Linked DNA regions of Ovis aries: region 2 is linked to region 1. The links are chromatin contacts, called in public Hi-C maps. All regions are on one chromosome and are shown on one strand. The core of a region is the stretch at or near the end of the contact, and the rest is flanking DNA. Distances in the headings are between cores, read along the strand shown. Region 1 overlaps NAPB (NSF attachment protein beta). Region 2 holds the start of CST3 (cystatin C).

What was found. Hi-C and Micro-C count contacts between places; a contact is called where the count stands out from the background.
Region 2: a contact with region 1 is called in a Hi-C map of skin fibroblasts, with 2.9 times the contacts expected there. The contact joins the promoter of CST3 here to the enhancer-like site in region 1. A contact is called at or near these places in 2 of 16 Hi-C or Micro-C datasets (skin fibroblasts and tail adipose tissue).

What each region holds. Positions count from the first base shown.
Region 1 is chr13:41,598,463-41,606,419 of ARS-UI_Ramb_v3.0, forward strand. NAPB (NSF attachment protein beta) reads right to left here. Exons shown (of 11, transcript XM_004014303.5): 8 at 5,934-6,038; 9 at 5,192-5,260; 10 at 4,828-4,878; 11 at 962-3,944. The coding sequence ends at 3,834. Among named protein-coding and RNA genes, the nearest start is that of GZF1, 13 kb to the left of the region's middle. Within about 2 kb of position 5,154, at least 10 of the 54 cell types and tissues checked have an H3K27ac peak or open chromatin away from gene starts, as enhancers often do.
Region 2 is chr13:41,747,268-41,755,224 of ARS-UI_Ramb_v3.0, forward strand. It overlaps CST3 (cystatin C), which reads right to left and starts at 4,335. Exons shown (of 3, transcript NM_001280713.1): 1 at 4,035-4,335; 2 at 1,526-1,639; 3 at 429-737. The coding sequence starts at 4,280. The coding sequence ends at 657.

The sequences.
Region 1 (7,957 bases), core at 3,904-6,403:
TCAGTGTCAGCCCCAGACCCTCTGGACATGCTACCCAAAGGGGCCATTTTGCACCTAGCCTTCATGTGGAAGATGCAGTCAGCCCAAACTCCAGAGCTCCCCTGCCTCTGCTTTTACCCAAAATTTGTTGTACAGACTTTGAAAATAAATTTGACCAGGTGGTAAGGAAAGACCTTTCTTAAAGATGACCTTCACAGATACGTGGTTTTACTGAAGACAGTCACCTAAACTGACCAATGTGAGTGTGAGTTGTAATTTAAACTCTTAACTGGCATGTCACGTACCTTGCCACAGCAAGGACATTTTTTGAGACCAAAAGAGTGCCTGTCCCCTTAACTTGATGGTGTTCCTGTTGCTTAAGGTGAAAGGCGATTTGTCCACAAGCACCAAGGCAGGCAGGAGGGTACAGGCACAGGGCCAGGTGGCATATCAGTCAGACCCAGCTGACGCCTAGCAACTGCCCACTTCCCTCCACCGGCAAGGGGCTATGGGACCCTCCCCGAGGCTGGCCAAACCCACCACAAGGGCTTCTGTTAGGAAACAAAGATTCTAAGAGAGGCATCTGAATAAGAAACTTACCTTGAGGATCAACGACGGGGCAGAGCTCCTACATGGGATCACGTGTTAGTCTATTCATTGTGAGTTTGCCTCGAATGATCTTTGAGGGACCTGACCAAGGCACTGAGCACCAAGTCAACGTGGCTCCGCCAAGACAGACTGAATGTTGGCCTCTGCCACCAAGGCGCCGCCCCTCCCTGAACCTTGTCGGAGCTCCCTGACCTGGCAGCAGCAAGGATGGGAATGTGGAGACTGCAGAGCCCTCGGCAGACCAGCAGTGGCACCAACAGACAGGATGGGTCTTCACAGAGCCCGGACAGCCATGCCCACTGCCCGGGGACACCTTCCAGAATGAGAAGCCAGCCCTGACCTGTGCAAACCAGCCAGGAAAGACACACCACGGTGCTCATAACTGGGACTTTATTTACTGTACAGGTTCACACAAAATACACAGACTCTGTGAAGGTGGATTTATCATCCAGGGTGAGTTTTCATAATACACCCTCCCCGACAGCCCCAGGGAAGAGAGGCCCAGGCCCGCCGCAGAAGCCCTGGGGGTTGACTCTGGGCATCTGAAACACATGGTGTCAGAGGAAACAAGAAACGCACACGCTGTGGTTACAGGGGCACTGTCGCACGCGGTCACGGCTGTGCAAGGACACTGCTTCCAAATCATTCAGTAAAAAAGAAGTTCACACAAGCTAGAAAAACGTTGCCACAAAAAGCAAAGCTTTCCCATAAGAAATTTTAACTCTTAACAATGAACTAAACGTGACTTGCTAAAATATGAAGACTGTAACATAGTCATTATATTTTGTTCATAAATAACGATTTATAAATGCTGGAAGTCACCGCTATGAGTCACAGCACTGCCCACTCTGATGGAATGTTTCTAGGGAGGAAGCCTGGAGCTGTTCCTGGGATGTTTTTCTTCTCACTTTTATGTTCTAGTGGTCTGTTCTAGCCATTACAATTATTTTTTACTTTTTCATGTGAAATATTAAAAACAAAAGCATCTTAACTCAGGCACTGGTCCTAGTGTTCAACATACCAACTCTGATGTGATAAAAGTGAGGGTGGCTCAGGCGTGTCCCAACCCTTCGACCCCGTGGACGATACAGTCCATAGGATTCTCCAGGCCAGAATACTGCAGTAGGTGGCTGTCCTTTCTCCAGGGGATCTTCCCATCCCAGGGACTGAAAATGGTGCCAACAGTATTTCTCAAAACCACAGATCTTCAGACAGGGGTCTGTCAGGGGATCAGGATAAAAAGCTAATAAACAAACGTCATTTGGTTTTTCCTTTACGTGGTCAGACCACAAGTTTCCTTAACAAGTGGAAGCAGACTTTCCAGACCGGCGACAAAAGTGCATGACTGGCAGGGAGGGTTACCGACCCCTGGGTAGGCAGGCCTGCAGCCGGCAGACACACGCTCATCTCACCCGTGTGCTTCTGACAGGCTGGGCACTGAATCACGTAGAGCAACAAAACCCCACTTCTCTAAGTGTGTTTTTCTTAAAAGGTTCTGATAGAAAGTGAAGAAGTACTAAGCAGGCTCTGTTCCAAAATGGACCATAACCAACAGCCAGCTTTCTTTTAAGGATCCCAGACCTTTGAAGGAAAGAAGGAATCCTCACTGGATACCAGGGTCCAAGGTCAGAGTACCCCATGTCTCCTGGTCCACTGCGACTGCCCTGTGGGCTGGGATAGAGCCACCACTGCCCCTCCTCTCCACCAGCCCAGGCCACATAGATGACTCCACAACTACAGCCACCGAATCCTCACAGCTGCCCACAGGGCTGCTCCATGATCAGGCCTCCGCTGGTCCTTCTCAGCCTCCTTTCTGCCACTTTCTCCTCCCTCCTAGTCGGACTTGTTCCCCATCCCCAAACCTTCCTCCCAGCTCAGCCCTCAACCTAGACCCACTCTCTATTTCTGCCCAACAGCACCTTTGAATCCCAGTTGCTGGCCATCCAAAAATTCAACACCTTTCAAATACCAGTTAACATCTGACAGGACATAGGAAATCCCATTTATCTGTCAACACTGCCATTACCTAGCAATAAATGCACATCAAACAAATCACTTAGAAGAGATTCAGGAAACAAGAGCACGTCTAAAGCACAAGGTTATTAGCACGTAACATCAAGGGCAGGGATTAAGTTCACAGGTCAATAGCACACATATATAAGTCAAAACAATAGGATAGAATTCAAATACACCAGATAAAACAATCCATCAGCTAAGGACAGGTCCCCTCAGAAGCTCACTGGGGCTCTTTCCTGATGGTGCAGTAAACTATACTGTACTCAGCCCACCAAGCCCATCGTGTCCAATTAACAGATAAAATGAATGGCAGACAATTAAAAATGAAAATGAGTAACATACAAGCTTCGACTGAGCTAACCTCCCAGCTCTGGTGAGGATGTACACAAGGGGGCACACGGGGTGCCCTCTCAAAGTGTGTGAACATGAAAGGAAAGGGATATGCCAGTTCAAACACCTTTCTGTGAAGGTGAAGCAAGGGTCCTGCCCCAACTAGAAGTGGACACTCCCTCCAGGAAAGGAAGACACCTGTCTCTCCTAGATCTCACGCACAGTGCACTTATGAGCTCAGGTTCACCTCCACACGGCCACACACATGAGCAGGCTGTGTCAGGAAGCTCCCTCATCCCCACTGCAAGCACCCAGCAGGCCTGGCTGACCTGAATTCTCACGTGCACATCAGCTACAGAACAATACACAAGAGCAGGGAAACGGGTCACTGGCACCATCAAAAGAATCACGAGATAACAAAAAGGATAAATAATTCTAATGAGGAAAGTCATAAATGCATTCCGAACAACCATCCTACACTAAACAAACACGTTTAGAGAATCCACCAAGGTGCAGGTTCACAGAGAACATGCAAAGCATCTATTACAACAACTGGGTTGGGTACCAAGTCCAGGGAAAGGGACATAAAAACATGGCAAAATGAAACACAAGCTCTGCACATACTGAAATACCAAGGAGGAAGATTCTGGAGCAGTTCTTGGAAAACTCTGGGGACTCTGACAAGCGGGAGGCAGCCCGTCACACACGCACAATACGCATAAGAGCGGCCCACCCGCCCACAGCACGGTGACACACGCGGCGGCTTAAACACACACACACACACATCGTCAGGCTCATGTGCAACGAAATGAAGCCGTTGAATGGGCATCCCACAATGATCACTGGCCCTAACGCAAAATGAACAAGGACTCGGCAGCATGCCGCAGGGACACTGTGCCTCACTTGAGGTCTCCGTCCCCCTCCCCGTCCCCCTGGATGGATTTCTTGATGCGCAGCAGCATGGTCGTGAGCCACTGGTCCAGGCGGGAGATGGAGTCAAACTCCTTCACCTGGTGAAGGGAAGAGAAGCAGAAAATGGTCCACAGAAACACAGTCAAACACAGAATTACACCATACTAACTCTAAAATCATTCATTCTAGTTTACAACTTTCTTCATTAAGAGCTTTTTACATTGCTCTTATGCTAACATGCTGTGGCAAAAATCCACAGCAGCCTTTGTAACTGGACAAAGAGCACGTTTAACATGACAAAGGACGTAAGACTTTGTATAAGGACAAAGGGATGTGGAAAATTAATGTGGCTCCAGTCTCCAATGAACACAAAACACAGTTGCAGAGAGAGACCAAAAGGAAAAATTCCTTCAACTCACTTCCATGAGTCATTAAAGAATGGACTTTCACAGGGTGAAAATGGTTTTGTAGCAAAAGTTAAAGGGGGAAACTCGCCCTCCCACCATGGCTTCAAAGCCAGGTTGAATGAATTACTGAAAGGCACTAAGAAATTCACTTTGATTCTAAACGTAAGATGGAAAAATATGGGAAAACAGGAAATTGGTGAATGTTAAAAAATTTTTTTCCATTTTATGCCAAGAAATAACAAACTCTCACTGCTTTATTTTTATGTTTTAAATTTAACTGATTTAACTGATATTACTTCACACTTATTTATGGATCAGATTTTCCATAGAAAATACCCAAATAAATCATAACTGTATGTGATATATATTTGCCTTGCAGCTAAAGTCAGCAGAGCTCATAGACTGTCTTAATTTTGAAGGTTGGTGGAATCTAAAAACATTTCTTTTGGAAAACAACACAGATATAGCACAATAATGTCCAAATAGGTGTTTAGCATTTACACAATGAAAAAGAGAAGTTGTATCTACAATGTCAACTTTCAGAGAACACACTAAATCCCAAAGGGGAACTTACTGCTTCTGTGTAAGCTTCACTGTTCTGTTCTTCATGAGCTTCTAGAAGTTTCTGGGAATATAAATACAGAAAAATTATCTTGGTTGGCTAAAAAGTTCCATCTATGAGTGAATACTTTAAACAGAGAAACAGCCTTCATACTACACTAACTGATGCTGCCAAATGACTTACAAAAATGGGGAAGTTATCCAATACAAGAGGCACCCAGGTCAGGGATCCAGGCTTGTGCTAACATTTCTGATCCGCCCAATTCAGAGCATGGTGTGCACCCAACCCTAACGGCATCTGAGGCCTAGCGTGCGAGAGCAGGACTCACGACTTCACAGGGTTAAAATGTTGCTAGATTCCAATCCCACTTACTCACTTTCAGTAATTTGCATTCTCTAGAGTCAGTGAATGCTGGAAACATTTCCTCGTATTTCTCAAGAGCAAGCTGAGGAAGAAAACGACTTGTTAACATCTGAGTCACTGAACCAGAAAATGAAGCTTTGACGTTCTATTAACATCAACACAATTTATTTACATCCTGTTTAACTGTTACACTCAACATCAAAAGCAACCTGAACTGATCAAATCTACTTATTTTTAATTTCAATTTCAGTTAAAAATAAACTTCTAAACCAGTTTTTCTGAAAGAGGCTGCTGTGGAGAAGACCACACGAGACAGATGTCATCGTCAAACCTCCCAGGGCAGGCGTCTGCTCTCATGCACTGGACGGATGCTGTGCCCAGGCGCCAGGGCCCAAACCCCAACCCTGTCCTCGCCTCTGCCTCCAGCCTTCACTCTGCTTTTCACTTCTCCCAATTCTCACTCCAACTCCACTTCTGAGTTTTAAAAAAGACATGATTCTACTTTTCCTATCTCCCCTCAGCCCCCTGATTTCTTTAAACCAAACTACTGAACGAGGTGTGGCCCCTGGGTTGCTTTAACTTAAGAGCCTTGACAGCTGGGATTCCAGCGGCCGCAGGACAGCCAGGATGGGGTCAGGGATTCATCCCTGTCTTGTTTTTCATGGATACAGCGCAGTTTTGCTCTGGATGACGGCTGAGCACCCGCGTTCAGGATGAATGAAGCACATCAGAAGCTGGGCCTCAGGGCGCCTCACCTTGGCGTTCAGCTCATCCACTATGAAGTGGCAGAGGGCAGCTTTAAAGAAGTAATCCTTTGCACTGTACTTCAACAGAGGGTTATCCATGGTGTTGGCCCCAATCTAGGCAAGAAAGTGGGATCAGAGTGAAAAGGTTGGCTCTCCTACAAAAAGCACGCTGACCCTCACCTGCTCTTTAGCAAGTGCTCTCTCTGCGTCTTATGTTAGAGAAGCTATGAAATCCATTCTTTTAATCCAAAGTCATGTACCAGAAATGTGACTAGACAGGAAACAGTATTTGAGACAGAAAGTGCTGAACCTGTTAAAAGCGACTCAGAATTCCATTTCCAGGAGGATGGAATAGACTCGCTGTCTTCTGTCCCTCCCACTAAGTACAACTAAAAGCCTTGATCCTTTTATAGAAAATTAACATCAGGAGACTAAAACGCAGAGCGAGGAGCAGACCAGCATGGGGCACAGGGCAAACGGCAGGGAGTTGCCTGCTTTTTCTTGCATAAACCCCTGACTTGGAACAGAAAAAGCCAACAACCCATAAATGCCAGTGGGTGAGGCAAAGAAAAAAAATAAGAGTGAGGGAACAGACGGACGTCTGCTTTCTCCAGCCAGAGGGCCAGGACAGGAGCAGTGCACAAGACAGGGAAGGCTCAGATGACACCTGCTCTGGCCCACCCCACCCACAGCAGCAAATGCCAGAGAGAGATGGGACGCCTGTCCTCCTGGGACTGGCCGGAGAGCTCAACTCTCCTGCCAAGGGAGCCAACTAGAAGCCAGCCTGTGGCCCCACCACAGAGGCCTTTGAAGCCCATGTGGGGTTTGCACCATTTCTCCTAGAGGGAATGAGGCATCCTCGCCTCCCAGCGCACCTGGCTTTACCATCACCTGCTAAGAACCAGGAGGCCGGGTAGAGAGCCTGGTCCTATACCTCCACCTGGCAGGAACAAGTCATACCCCTTCAGTGTCAAAGAAGACCAGCTGAGAGAGGAAGTTTAAACAAGACCCTGTCCTATAACAAAATGTGAAAATACCCAGTTTTCAAGTAAAACTGACTTATAATACCAAGAAAAGGGAACAACTCAGGTTGAATGAAAAAAAGGGTAACTAATAAACAATAGTTCTCACATAGAAGAGATGTTAGAATTATCTAACAGATGTTAAAGGAATCCTCCTAAAATGTTTCCACTGGCCATTACAAAAGTGCTTGGGACCAGAGGGAAAACCAAAGCATCAGTAAAGAAAGAAAAAAAAATTTCAGCAAAAAGCCCTAAAAGATACAAAGAAGAAATGAGCAGAAACTTCAGAACTGAAATACATAATAGCTGACATAAAAAATGGATGGGTTCAACAGCAGAACCCATGGAAGAGAGGGAGGACTCAGAGAACTGATGGCAGAACATTAGAAATTACTCGGTCTGAGCAGTAGAGGGAAGACAGACTGAGAAAAGAGGAGCAGAGCACTGGGATGTGTGTGACGATAAAGCAAGGCCTGGCATCTGGGCCGTCTGAGTCCCAGAGGGGAGAGAAGGGAGTGGCTAAAAATCACTTGAAAATATAGTAGCTGAAAATTTCCTAAATTTGCCAAGAAATGTAAACCTACAGATTCCAGGAGTTTAGTGACTCCAAACAAAATCACAACAAAAACACCCTTGCTAAGCCATACAAACTTCTGAAAATTGAAGACAAAGGAAAACATTTTGAAAGTGACAGAGAGAAACGCCACCACACCTACAGGGAAAACAGCCTGGATGACAGTAAACCTCTCATCAGAAACTAAGCCAGCCATAAGGGCACATTTCTTAAGTGCTGAAAAAGAGCTGTCAACCCAGAATTGTATGCCCAGGGAAAACTGTATACCCAGCTTCAGGAATGAAGGGGAAATCAAAACATTCACAGGCGAAGAGACACCAGAAGAATGTGTCACAAGCAGGCCTCCCCTAAAAGAATGGCAAACGTTGCCCTCAAGTAGAGCAAAATGCGGGAAGAGATCCTGAAACATCACGAAGAAAGAACACAGCAAGCAAGAT
Region 2 (7,957 bases), core at 3,085-5,584, 150 kb after region 1:
TTGTCTTTTGGTAGGTGCCCAGAGTTGTTTGTGGAAAGAGGATGACATAAGCCGTTCCTAATTTCGCTTCCAGGGAACATGACCAGTGAGTCATCCCAGCCGTCTGATCAGCTCAGCACGCGTGCAGCTCCTCAGAGGGCGTCCCATGCCTCGGACTCCATCACACTGCCTGCCCTCCTGTCCAGCCCCGGCGGATGGTCCGACATTGTGCAGACACAGCAGCCAAGTTTCTGGGGTCAGCAGCTCAGGTCCTCTGCGCTCCCGTCTGACCATCAGAAGTCACCAAAGCTGAAGGTCCAGCTCCCAGCCGCGTCCGCTCCCCGCCCCCTGCCTGCCCTCAGAGCCAGTGAGAGGAGTAAAGTAACAGCATCGACCCTTCCTTCTCAACCTTCTGAGACAGTGAGCAACTCAATGAGTAGCTGCTGTTAACTTTTTTATTGAGTAAAATAGCAGAGCACCGTGCACTTGGAAAGCAATTAGAAGAAAGACACAAGTTAGAGACCCCTGGCAGATCAGAAAATGCCCAAGGAGCCTGTGTCTGCGGGGGCAGCATGGGGAGGGCACGACCAGTAGGCAGTCACCCACCGCAGGTGTGGGCGCTCTGCAGGGGCGTGAGTGAGAGGCGGTCAGTGGCCTGCCTGACACCCAGTCCCCTATTAATCCTGGCAGCTAAACTTCACCAGGTTGATGGTGTTCATCCACGGGACGACGTAAACCTGGAAGGAGCACAGCTTTTCCTGTGAAAGGAAAGAGGGGAACAGTGGGTCAGGGTTACAGTTAAAGACTGAGGTGCACGCCCCTCCAGCCCCCCTCCCCAGAGCACTGGCACTGAGACAGGTCCAGAGGGAGGACCCAGGGGCCGGGATACAGGTCCAGGAAACCCCTGCAGAGGTGGGGCCTGGGAAGGGTGACCAAGGAGTGCAGCCCTCCCTGAGGCCAAGACCCCCGAGAACCAGCCAAGCCCCCGGGAGAGCCTGGGCTTTGGTGAGTGGGCAGCATCTTAGGGTTTCAGCACGGTTCAGGCCTCTGTGTGCATACGTGTTAAGCTGCGTCAGTTGTGTCCAACTCCTTGTGACCCTATGGATTATAGCCTGTCAGGCTCTCCTGTCCCGGGATTCTCCAGGCAAGAATACTGGTGGCCATGGTCTCCTCCAGGGCATCTTCCTGACCCATGGACCGAACCCCCATCTTTTATGTCTCCTGCATTGGCAGGTGGGTTCTTTTCCACTGGTGCCACCTGGGAGGCCCTTACAATCCTCTAAAGCCTACTAATCTGGGGTAGGGGTGGGGGACAAGGATGGGATTAAAGGGCCCTTTCTTGCTCCCCAGCAAATACCCCCAGCTGTGTCCTCCATCTGGCAGGCAACAACCCCTAAAGCATGTGGTGCCCCAATTCCCCGGTGGAAACCCCCTATAGACACACAGCAGTCATGTGCACACATGCACCCTTCCCCATCACATCCCCAGCCACAGCTGTGACGTGTCCCCAAGGGTACCCCCAACCCTGCTACCAGCAGGCACATACCCTCTTCAGGTGCGGCTGGTCATGGAAGGGACAGCTGTCTAAGTTGGTCTGGGACTTGGTACATGTAGTCCGGCCAAGCTTCACGTCCAAGAAGTAGTTCATCCCCGACACAACCTGGACATGCAGAGAGCAGACACAGTTAGCACACTCTGTGACCGTGAACATGTGCACGCACGCGTACACACACACACACATGGTTACCTTCCTCCCAACACACCCCAAGTCCACGGTCACAAGTTGCCAGGGCCGCACCCTGGAAGCACAGTGGCTTCTTGACAGCCCCTGTATCCCAGGCCCTCCCTGGAACTTCTTTACCAGCTGCTCCAACCAGGCGTCTCCCACAGGGACCCAGAAAGGGGAATCCACAGGCCAATATGCTGACCAGGTCCAGGAACAGAAGGCACAGCTTTGAGGAGGCAGCCAGGGTGCGGACAAGCAACCGACCAGCGCCCCGGGCCAGGGCGGGGCCTGAGCACAAGGTGCGGCCATAGCCCACGCCGCGGCCATAGCCCACGCCGCACCCACAGGAAGGCTGCTGCCAGTGACTCCACTTTAGTGGAACTTCAGTCCCCACCGTGGAGCCCATGGCATCCCATTCCCTGTATGTAGTCCAGGTTTATTCACTCCCTCTCGGAGAGGGGAAACCAAGAGCTTCACATTCACAGATGTTCAGGCCAACAGAAGACTGCCTGGCATGCCTTCCTCTTAAGTGTGACTTCTGACAGTGTGGCACATCCTCTGGGTCTTTTACACTTGAGGTTACAGGAGAGATGTGAACTCTAGCCTCACAAGGGCACTCGAGACGTGCCTGGTTAGAACTTGCAGAAGCATGAGGGGCAGGGACCCGGCTCCAAGTCCCACCTGGTGGAACCACAATCCCTTTCTGCTGTCACTTTCCCATATGGCCAAGGAGCTAGTGTCACCCTGGAGAGGAGCAGGCTGGGGGGCAGGGACCTGGCAAGTGAGGAGAGCAGTCCCATTCAAAGGGAACGGCACCAGCCCACTGCCACGGGAGGAGAGATGGCTGTGGCCCTGACTCATCTCCTGTGGTTTCGGGAGAAGGGAGCAGGAAGCCCTGAGGCTGGCAGGCAGGACGACACTGCTGCTGCTTGTGTGGCTGCATCCCACTCTCCAAGGGGACACAGGCCAGATGGTCTCAACTCTAGCCTTCTTTCAAGGACCAGTGCAAAGCCCTGTAGCCCTTCCTGATTCTCCCTCCAGCCCTCTTCCCAACTCTGACAACAGGCTCCTCTCTGGCCAGAAAGCCAGGCAGAGGTCAGGCTGTCAGCAACGGTGTGCCCATCTCAGGGTGGGGGTGTGACGTCACAGCCCAGAGGCTGCTCCTATGGACATGACATGTGGATGAACCACAGTCCACGAGCCTGTTTCCTTAGGCCAGGCCCCCTGCCGTGGGACACACCTGAGACCACAGGGCCCACTCATGAACTTGTCTGTTTGCTGATAACCTCCAGGTTCTCTGGAGAGCAGCCAGGCCCCCTGCAAGGAGGCTGTTTGGTGTGTCTGACCCCCAGGTCACTGCGTGATGATGAGAGGACCACGGGAGGCCAGGTGTGTTCAGTGGCACCTGCGGAGAGGAAGCTCAGAGGAACTCGCCTCTTCTGTGTGACTCAAGGCTCAGTTCGAGGAAACATCAAGCCAAACCCAGGAGCCGTGACTGGCCAGAAGCAACGCCAAGGTCATGAGACAGACCGGCAGCTGCCCCAGAGTAAAGGAGATCACAGGACAGAGGCTGAGGTGGGGGGCCCAGGAATATCCCTGGCTGTAACGGACATAGTGGGGTGTCAGTGACATCTGAATAAGACCTGTGTATCAAAGCGTCAGGGTTGATATCTGATTTTCAAAATTGTATTGTGGTTACGGAAGAAAAGGCTTGCTTTTACGAAATATACACAGAAGTGTTCACTTTCAAAAACTTCATAAAATAAATGCATATAGGTACATCCCTACACACAGGTACGTAGGGAAGAGATGGATCACGCAAATATGGCAACTTTCAACAGGGCATCTGGGTGAAGAATCTACAGTGATTCTATGCTAGGTACTGTTTCTGAAACTGCTCTGTAAGTCTGAAATTGCGTCAAAATAAACAGCTAAAAGGAAAAGGTGCTTAAAGAATCACTCAGTGGGCAGTCAGGTGTGAGTTTCCTTCGTCTGTGGTCATTTAATTGACAGCTCACGATGAGCCTCGGGACCCAGTGACCCCAGAGCTTACCTAGCAAGCTGGCCAGTCCCGCGAAGGGCTGCAGGCGCCGGGAAAGGCCGGGGGCCACGCCCGGGTGAGAAGCGCAATTGCATCCTTGCCGATTCCCGGGGCCTCTAGGGGCTGGGGGCTGCCCTCCCGAGCGAGCTCGGGGGGCCCTCGGGCGGGGCTGGGGACTGCGCGCAGGCCTCGCCCTCCGGGGACCGGGCTTGGGCAGAGTCCCCGCGCCCCTACCCTGAGGCCTGACCTGGGGCCCCTGATCTCCGCACCCTGCCCCGTCGGACGCACCTGCTTGCGGGCGCGCACCACGCGCATCGCGCGGCTCTGGTAAGCGTCGTTGCTTCGCTTGTTGAACTCGCTGACCGCAAAGGACAGCGCCTCCTGCACGCCCTCCTCGTTGACGTCCGCCTCCATCAGGCCGCCCAGTAGGCGACCCTTTCTAGGGCCCTGCGCGGCCACAGGGCTCAAGGCCAGGGCCAGGGAGACGATCAGGGCGGCCAGCAGGAGCAGCGGGGCGCGCGGGGAGCCCACCATGGTCTCTCAGATGCAAACAGACTGCAGTCGAGGGGCGATCCGTGGATGCTAGCATCGCCCGGCGGGCCCCGGCGCCTTTATGACCCGGCCGTGGTGGACCGCCCCGCCCCCTTCCACTTGGCCTCGCCTCTTCCGCCCCGTTGCCCGGCCCATGTCCTTCGCCCTAGCCCCGCCCCTCCCGGAGTCACCGTCCTCCTGACCCCGCCCACTCTCTCCCAGTCCCACTCTCCTCCCTTGGTCCCCAGCCTCCCCGCCGGCCGCAGGGCCTTTACGCCTGGGCTGTGGGGGACAGCCTCGCCAGCTCCCGCTTGGCCCCGCCTCTTCCGCCCCGTTGCCCCCCCCGGGATGCTCGGTCCGCCCGACCCCGCCCACTCCCCCAGTCCCGTCCTCCTCCCGTGGTCCCCACCCGCGCTGCCCCCTCCCACTTGGCCCACCTCTTCCGCCCAGTTGCCCCGCCCACGGCCTCCACCCTAGCCCTACCCCCCCACCCCACCCCCGCCCCGGGTTCTCGGTCCGCCCGACCGAGCCCGCTCCTCCCCAGCCCTGCCCTCCTCCCGTGGCTCCCCATCCTCCCCTAGTCTGTCCCAGAGTCCTGATCTTGTTCCCCGGCGCTCCTCGAGCCGGCTCACCGCGGTCTTTCAGAGGGTGTCCCCGCTCCGGGCCGGCGAAGCTTATGCACCCGAACTCTGTCTCCTGGCCTGAGAGGGCGTCTCGGCCTCCTGGCCGTCCGGGCGCCTGCTCCGCGTCTGGGAGTCCACAGAGAGCACGGCGGAGGTTTCCGAGGCAGCGGGAGGAAGACCTTGGTTGCGCCCTGTCCCGGGAAGTTCTTCCCCATAGAAGCTCATCGGGTTCTTTTTCTCACAACTCGTTTACTTATTCAACCGCACACCTTTCTGGGGCTTCTCCCTGGCCAGGGTGTCTGGGGCCTGTAGCTGGGGGCGGGGGACTCTTGAGGCGGTAGAGCCCCCGCTTGACCGAGGGGTAATGCGAACCCGTGCATAACTACATTTTCTAGGAGACACATTAAAAAGTGTAAGATGGTAACGGACGACCCTATATGCGAGACAGCAAAAGAGACACAGATATGAAGAACAGACTTTTGGACTCTGTAGCAGAAGGAGAGGGTGGGATGATTTGAGAGAATAGCATTGAAACAGGTATATTACCATATGTGAAATAGATCGCCAGTCCAAGTTTGATGCGTGAAACAGGGCGCTCAGAGCCGGTGCACTGGGACAACTGTGAGGGATGGGATGGGGAGGGAGGTGGGAGGGGGGTTCAGGATGGGGGACACATGTACTTCCATGGCTGATTCATGTCAGTGTATGGCAAAAATCACTACAACATTGTAATTAGCCTCCAATTATAAATGAACACATTTTTTAAATGTAAAAAGAAAAAATGTATAATATTGCTTTTTATTTAAGTCAGTATATCCAAAATGTTATTTCAGCATATACAAGCAATTGTGAATGACAACTTTTACACTCTTCTGTGTGTGTACCTTTTACCCTTGGAGCAGATGTCAAGGCCAGTAGGGCCCAGCTTTAGAGGGGTGGGGTGGGGATGGGGTCAGTGATCAGTGATTAAGATCAAGGGGTGATGGGGGCTTGTGTTGGAAGTGAAGGGTGAAATAGACATGGGTGCCTCTGGATGCTGGTCAGGAGGCCTCTGAGAGGACAGACATTTGGGCTGAAACCTACCTAAAGGGCAAGAAGTCCTGCCGACACAGAGGAAGAGCACTTCAGGCAAAGGAAGAGCCAGTGCAAAGGCCCTGGGGTGAGGCTGGGCCACCCTGCTCTAGGGACAAGAGAATGCTGGTGTTTAGGCAGGGAAGGGGTATGACCCGGAATTTCACCCTGACAGCTGGGTGCACCCTAAACTGTGGGTGGGGGAACCCCTACCTTGTGGGTGTGGGAGGGATAGTCCCTGAGGGAATGGATGGAAGCCTGGGACTGATCTTGCTCCTCTCCTCAGAAAGGCACATCACTGGCTCTGGTCCTCTGTCCACTGCTTAGAAAACTTGCTTGATTCTTAAAAAATCAACTTTAATGAGGTATGACGCACACACAATAAATGCCTTATTTTATGTGTCCAGACAGGAATTTTAGCAAATACATACATTGGTATTACCTCCCCTCCAAGCTCTAGAACACTTCCATTAGCCTGAAATTTTCCTCCTTCCTCTCTGTGGTCAATCTCTTGCTCATCCCTGGGCTTGGATGATGCACACCCCTGTCTCTGTGGACTGAGGCCTTGCTTGTTCTTGAACTTTCCACAAATGGCCTCATGCAGTGTGTTCCTCTGGGTTTTGAGCATACAGACTTATAAAACAATACTTTTTATTTAACCCAATATGTCTAAAATATTATCTCAACATATACAAGCAATTTTTGAGCCTCCTCTACTATGTTAACCTGGTTGTTGGTTCTTTTTCTTCCCAGACTGAGAGGATGTGGTCAGTTGGGTATTGATTGAGCTGCCAGATCCTTTAGTCCAGGACTGTGGAGATCCAGGCTGGAGAATGGCCCTGGGAGTGGAGGGAAAGGCTGTTCTCTAACCTCTATCCTGTGTGCCCGAAGGTGACCCAGTGACCAATGACCCAAAGAGATGCTGGCAGAAATACCAGGTGGCCTCTGGGCCTGTGGTGCGCATCCAGAGGAGGACTCTCCCGGGAGCGGTCAAGGCAATGGTCAGTGAGCGTCAGCCCACAGCCACTGTGGCCTTAGGGCTGGACCAGCAGGAGTCTGGCATGAAATCTAGAATGATATTAACAATGTTCAGTATTTCTGAGACCCTGTTGCCTTGAGGCCCAGTTATAACTGTAGGGGGCGGTAAATTTTTCCTTATACCTTTCTAGGTTCTTTGGCTGGTCTAATAATTAAATTGCCAAAAGACAGATTAAAATATATTTAACTGAGAAAAATATATTTAACTGTATACATTTAGAAACCCCATAAAGGAAAGACACAAAAGCAGTCAGGTAGTTGAAGCTTACAAGCCACCCTGACCTAAGGAAAGGAATAGGGGGCTGGGACTTCAAGCAGAGCAGGGGTGACTCATGGGAAGATGAGATGAGCAGGTGCTTGGGGATCAGATGACAGCCCTACGGCACAGATTGCTCTTTCAGATAAATATGTCTCTCTGGTAGTGTCTCTCTGGTATCTAAATTCCTTTTGGCAATTCAGAGGAGGTAAAAGCTTTTCCTGAGGCTGCTGGATCTTGATTCCTTCAGTTCAAAATCCCCCACCTGACATGGTGGCACGTTTAGGGGTGGCATCTTCTGCCCCCTCCCCATCTCTCCCTGCTCTGACTCAGGGGTGTGTGTGTGTGTGTGTGTGCTCAGTTGTGTCTGACTCTGCAACTCCATGGACTGTAGTCCGCCAGGCTCCTCTGTCCATGGAATTTTCCAGGCAAGAATACCAAAGCTGCTTGCCGTTCCCTTCTCCAGGGGATCTTCCTGACCCAGGGATCAAACCCAATCTCCCGCATTGCAGGCAGATTCTTTATCCCTGCACCACCTGGGAAGCCCAGGAGGCTCTGGAAAAGTTATGGCGCCCACTAAGTGAAGCAGGGTTGTCTCTGCAGTACAGTAAGACAGAGGAAGTGCTTTCTCAGTGAGCTAGAAGAGAGGGGAACTCCACCAAGGGAAGAGTGGGCCGCTGTGGCCCACGCTT